Linked DNA regions of Larimichthys crocea: region 1 is linked to region 2. The links are chromatin contacts, called in public Hi-C maps. All regions are on one chromosome and are shown on one strand. Each heading gives the region's core, a stretch centred on a gene start, on an enhancer-like site or on the middle of the called end of the contact. The rest is flanking DNA. Distances are from core to core; before and after follow the strand shown. Region 1 holds the start of LOC104931306 (H(+)/Cl(-) exchange transporter 4). Region 2 holds the start of LOC104928574 (high-affinity choline transporter 1).

Region 1 (2,818 bases), core at 252-2,751, 520 kb after region 2:
CCTGTAACAGAGGCTACAACAGGTGTTTCTTGATAGTGCAGTATTGAAAATCTTATTTTGAAAGTCCTTACCGGAAGTGATAGCATGGTATCGTTGACGCTAATGTAACACCGAGCTTGTAGTTCCTTCCGCAGCCGCTAGAGGCGCCACACCAGTCATTACGCATTGTAGCGTATCTAGACTGTGGCGCTGTGCTGCCCCCCTGTGGCCACAACAGCGAACTGCAACACACAGTAAAAACAGCGTCACCGCTAACTCATCGTGCTTCCGGTGAACACTTTCAAAATAAAGTGACGGCGTCGATGCGACATAAATCACTCTCACATCATTGATAATTCTTTCGTTGTCATGTTTACCGAGTGTCAGACGGTAAACTATCAAGAGACGACCACGACTACACGCAGAGTAACGACGGAGGTGGAGGAATCTGTCGCTGCTCGTCCGTTAGCTGTTAGTAAGGCTAACGTGATAGCAAGGCTATACGTCGTCTATGTAGTGGAGGAGCTCGATGTTTCTGGACTGACAATGATGATTTCAGGAGCATTTCTTTCAGTTCACGTCGCATTGCTTTGAGTTTGTATTTCCCGGAACCTTTTATTTTGAATGTGGACAGGAAGTGATAGTATTCTAACATGTCTGCATTAATGCCAGTTTAACACTCAGGTTGCAGTTCTCGTCTGTCGCCACTAGAGGGCGAGATATACAGTATCAAGGTGCTGTGCTGCCCTCCTGTGGTCACAGGGTTGAACTGCAACACATTGAATTAGTAAAAACAGCGTCACCGCTAACTCATTGTACTTCCGGTGAACACTTTCAAAATAAAGTGACGGTGTTCTCGCCACGTAAGACTCTCACATAGTTTATTATTTTCTCGTGGTTACTGTCATCTTCACAGAGTGTCGGACGGTTCACTATCATGACGACTACGACGTGCACGCTAAGGTGACAGAAAGAGGGATCTGCGGGCTACTCGTTCGTTAGCATGTTAGCAGAGCTGCTCGTCGTCGGTCTCTCACGTACCGTAGGTGCTCGAGGAGCTCGCAACTAATGTTTTCTGGACCGGCAATTTGAATTTCAGGACCATTTCTTACACTTAATTTCGTATATTTTTAGTTTTGGTCACTATGTTTTGAAAGAACTTACCGGAAGTACAGTATCCTATCATGTGTGCGTGACGCTCGTTTTACTGATTTAATGTTGCAGTTTCACACCATGACCACTGGAGGGCGACAGAGACTGTAGTCCGTATCAGGCAGATTCAGAATGTAATCAGTCTGACAGGAATTAGACATTTACAGAGACTGCTTTTTATTTTTTTTATCCATTCTTTTTATTTTTATTTTATCAATTATTTTTTTTAATTTTAATTTTAATTTTTGTTCTTTCGTCGTGTCAGCTGATGGACGCCTTTGCTGTCATTACACGGTCTGACCACTGTGTCATGTTGGCGCTCTTCCTCGGGGCTCGGTTGTTAACGCACCGATCAGCTGGCAGAAGAAGACGCCTCGCGGTGCATTGTGGGATGCAGTCTGCGTCCTCTCTGTTTATTTTTTAGGTTAAAATGTGAAAAAGCGTCAGAGAGACTGAGACCAACGTTATTAACACGTTATCAACACGTTATTAACACGTTATTAACACGTTATTAACACGTCATCAACACGTCATCAGTGACGGAGCGAAACATGGAGGCTGAAGGTAAAAACGAAGAAGAAGAAGAAGAGCTACAGTTAGCTCTGATGCTAACGAGTGTGTGTGTGTGTGTGTGTGTGTGTGTGTGTGTGTGTGTGTGTGTGTGTGTGTGTGTGTGTGTGTGTGTGTGTGTGTGTGTGTGTGTGTGTGTTTTTTTCTTTTTGTTTGAGTCGACCTGAACACAGCATGAGTGTCTGCACGGAAAGCATGTCCATTCAAACAGCTGTGCTTGAAATCAGACTTAAACTGTACATTGACGTTTGTGTCTGTAAATCGCGTCTGAATCTTTTTTTGTCGTGGTTTTTCTCTGTCTGTCACCATTCTGGCTACGTGAGTAAGCAAACGTTGCAGGAAAAGTCACAATTGTTTAAAAAGTCTTTGAACTGTTTTGCTTCAGTCTTTAACATGTTGCAATTTCAAACACATCTTTTGACTGACATGACGTTCCGAGCGAGAGCTGGTATTAAATAACCCCAGGGGGGGACAGGACAAGTACCACGGACCCGTGAATGTCCACACACACACATCCTTAACACCTGACCACAGTTTTTATTTCTTAGTGTTCTGCAGAGCGGCGCTTACATGTTTATTGAGCTCTAAAGGTAATGACTGTCTGAAGCTAAGAGCAAGTTTGGCAACTCTAACGTAACCCGTGCCAAACTGTCAGCTGGTTTACATGTGAACATTAGGAAAAGAAGTTTTTTATCTCCCGTGGTGTTCTCTCTGTTTTTAATCTTCTGAAATTCTCTACACTAATTCAGTTACCCTGGAAACACGTGAGCTGCAGCGTGCTGCTGTGGTCACTACCGGCAGTGGGAGGGACTTTTCACAGTTGCCGACAGTAGCATCTCACCAGTTTCACCTATTTACACCGTCGATGGAGTAAAGCTCCTCCTGCTGTTGAACATGATGGACTCTGGTCCTGGTTCATCATTTGAGCCATGTGTCGCAGGACATCCTTCTTGGTGATGATGCCCAGGAGACGCCTGAACCAGACAGGATTTCAAATCAACAGGACGAGGTCGCTTGACCATGCAGCAGCTTCAACTTCTATCCATCAATGTTCTACCCGCTCCGGGTGACGAGACACTGCCGGCGGCCCAGTTGCGGAAGCTGTCCACCACCGTCT
Region 2 (2,937 bases), core at 183-2,682:
CATACTGAAGAAACGTAAATCCCACCCAGACTCATCTTTATTGGACATTTCTTTGAACTTATGTCATTGTTATGAGCTCATCTGGGGTTCCTCAAAAATCTATTTTTGCTCCTGTAACCTTATCCTATAAAAAGTGTCATCTTGGTCAATGTAATTATTTTTTCTTTTCACTATATGTTAATGACACTCTGCGTTATATTCCACATTAACTAAAAGCCTTCTTTTATTTAATAAAATAATGTCACATTAGGGAAAAGTCAGGCTTCTATACTTATATATAGATTTCATCCAAACAAAGTTATTGCATTGCAAAATTTAAAAACAACCATTAAAACTGCCCTGGTAGTGTAATGAGTCCACCTTTAGAAGATCAAGGAAGCATAGCATTGAATGATTTTATACTTTTTATACTTTTCAGTGTTCAGAATCAGAATATCTTGTATCTTAGTTTCTTGTGTGTCATCTCATGCTTTGTTCCTTTGTTACTTTTTGTGTTGCAAAATGTTTAGCAAGCGTTTGTTGATTACTAAGGTCAAGGTCAAGACGTTTGAGACATGGCACTGTTAAGACAACAGTCTTAAATACCATTTCAAGAGGATCTTACCAATAACAAAGGAAACTGACATTTGTAGTGGAAGAAGAGCCCAGATCAGGCCCTTTGTGGGGTCATAAACAAACTCTGCAACTCCAATGATGAAGGCACCTCCGACCCACGTGGCTGCCATAGGAAATAAACACACATAAATATATTAGTCATATCTTTCAGGTATTCAGGAGCATTGTTTATAGTGATAGTTGTAGAAACAAAAACTGTTCAAAAACTGTTCTTTAATTTTGCACACAGAAAATGACCCACCAGTTTACACACACCTCTTTTCAATAATAATCCAATACTACATACCATACAAGACAAAAACTTGATGTATCTGTTTGACCAAAACCCACCAGTCATTGTGAAGACTCCCACAGCCAAGCTGACTCTCCTGTTAGCCAAAAAAGAAACTTCTATCTGTCCATTAAGCGTGTTTTTCTCCATCTTTTTAGATTTCACGGACGCCCAGATGCCAATTCCCAACACAAGTATGTAGAAGACGACCATCATTATCAGACCTGGTATATGGAGAGCCATTGGGGATACTTTCGACTGATGAAAAGCTCACAACATGCACGTTACACAAACTGAGCTAAAAATGAGGATGAACGGAGTCAAATAATACAAGTTCAAGGTCACTGCTGCTGTCCTGCACTGAACCTCCCACTTCCAGTCAAGACGAGATAGAAAGTATAAGATAAAAAGACGATGACCAAAACAACTCAAACTTAACTTTAGTCCTACACATGCTGCTTTTCTGGACTCACACATTGGGAAAATGTGTTTGTATCTAAATCTGCAGAGTCACAGGTGTTATGCTAACATGCCCTGTAGACCAAAGTGCCTCTGCCATTTCTGTTCAGACAAGAAATGAGTTACTTTGTCTTAATTCAAGTCAGGGTCATGGATCACATTTGTGTAGCTAAGTTGCTACTGTCACACAGAGTACAATAGAGAGGAGGGTTTACCTCAGGTCTAGTGGACTCTTTGGCTATTGCTGGAATAAAGGTTAAAGGCTCAGCATGTAACATTTGATAAGTTCTACGAACAGAAATGGAATATAATACTAATAACTATGTTTTCATTAGTCACCTGAAACTTCATCACTAGATGCTACTAAATTCTACACACTGGACCTTTAAGTGAATAAACAGTGTCATGACCTGGCTCTGAGAGTCATGGCAAAAAGGGAGTCCACACCATGTACATTTGTTTAAACAATTCTTTATTAAATCCAATTAAACCAAATTAGACCAAATTAAACAATCATAAATGATTTGAAGTTATGGAGTGTGTAGAAGCAGTGGTATCAGTGGTGTAGTGCATGAGTGAGAAGTGTGAGTGTGCAAGTGTTGATAGTGTGGAACAAAAACAAAGGACAAACTAAAGCATCAAACTATAGCATCAAGCTAAACTAAACCAAACCAAACCAACCTTGACTGGGGACAGAGGAGCCCAGAACAGGGCAAAGCCGGAGAGAGGTCAGAGAAGAGAATGAGCACCTGGCTGCAGTAGCATAAATACTCTAATCCAAAGTAACATAATAGAAAACATCTGCAAACAGAGAAACCACACCTAGGAGAGGAGGAGGAAGGGACACACTCAGGATGCCACATGATCATCACAACAGCACATTTAAACTTAACTTTGAACAAATAAATTCTGTGTGTGTATAATAAGTATTAAAACTATACTTGTCAAAATAATGAGTAAATTGAATAATTAACCATTTATCAGAGAGGCAACACGGCTAGCTGCGAAAAATAGCAGCCTGCCCAAACTTTAGTAACGGTCAGTTCGGGTGTTGCTCCAATCAAGAAGCTTGTCCCGCTTCACCAGCTGGAGCCAATCAGGAACAAGCAGCAAGCACAACCATCCGGCTCACTTTGCTGTTCTACAGTCCAAGAACATTGCAAATTAGCTCAGACTATAAATCCTGTGATTTGCTGTAAAATTGCCTCCATGCACATTAACCTGATAAGGCATAGTTTGGGGAAACCAATCATTATATTATTATATATTAGTATTATAATTAGTTTCTTATTTGTATCTTAATAAATTTTAATGAAAAAAAAAATAAATCTGTATCAGAGTCATGATACATTCATCATGTAATTCAGTATTAATCATATCTGAACAGATCAAAGTAATCGCAGAAACAGAAATATCTATACCACCAACAACTATGTTGCACAAATAAAGTTGATATAAATTGAATTAGCAGCGTGTATCGAGCATTGGCTCATCACACTCTCTGGCGTCATCTTCTGGTGTTGGTGCTCCTTGTGGTTTGACCTTGAACACGTCCCACCTCTCAGGAACAATCCCGTGGTTAAACAAGAGTG

The links. A called contact is a pair of places that touch in the nucleus more often than the background predicts.
Region 1: a Hi-C map of muscle shows a contact between it and region 2, with 6 times the contacts expected there. The contact joins the promoter of LOC104931306 here to the promoter of LOC104928574 in region 2. A contact is called at or near these places in 3 of 7 Hi-C or Micro-C datasets (all in muscle).

What each region holds. Positions count from the first base shown.
Region 1 is chrXIX:10,813,671-10,816,488 of L_crocea_2.0, forward strand. LOC104931306 (H(+)/Cl(-) exchange transporter 4) reads left to right here and starts at 1,502. Exons shown (of 14, transcript XR_003464216.1): 1 at 1,502-1,695.
Region 2 is chrXIX:10,289,900-10,292,836 of L_crocea_2.0, forward strand. It overlaps LOC104928574 (high-affinity choline transporter 1), which reads right to left and starts at 1,433. Exons shown (of 8, transcript XM_027291428.1): 1 at 946-1,433; 2 at 605-718. The coding sequence starts at 1,129.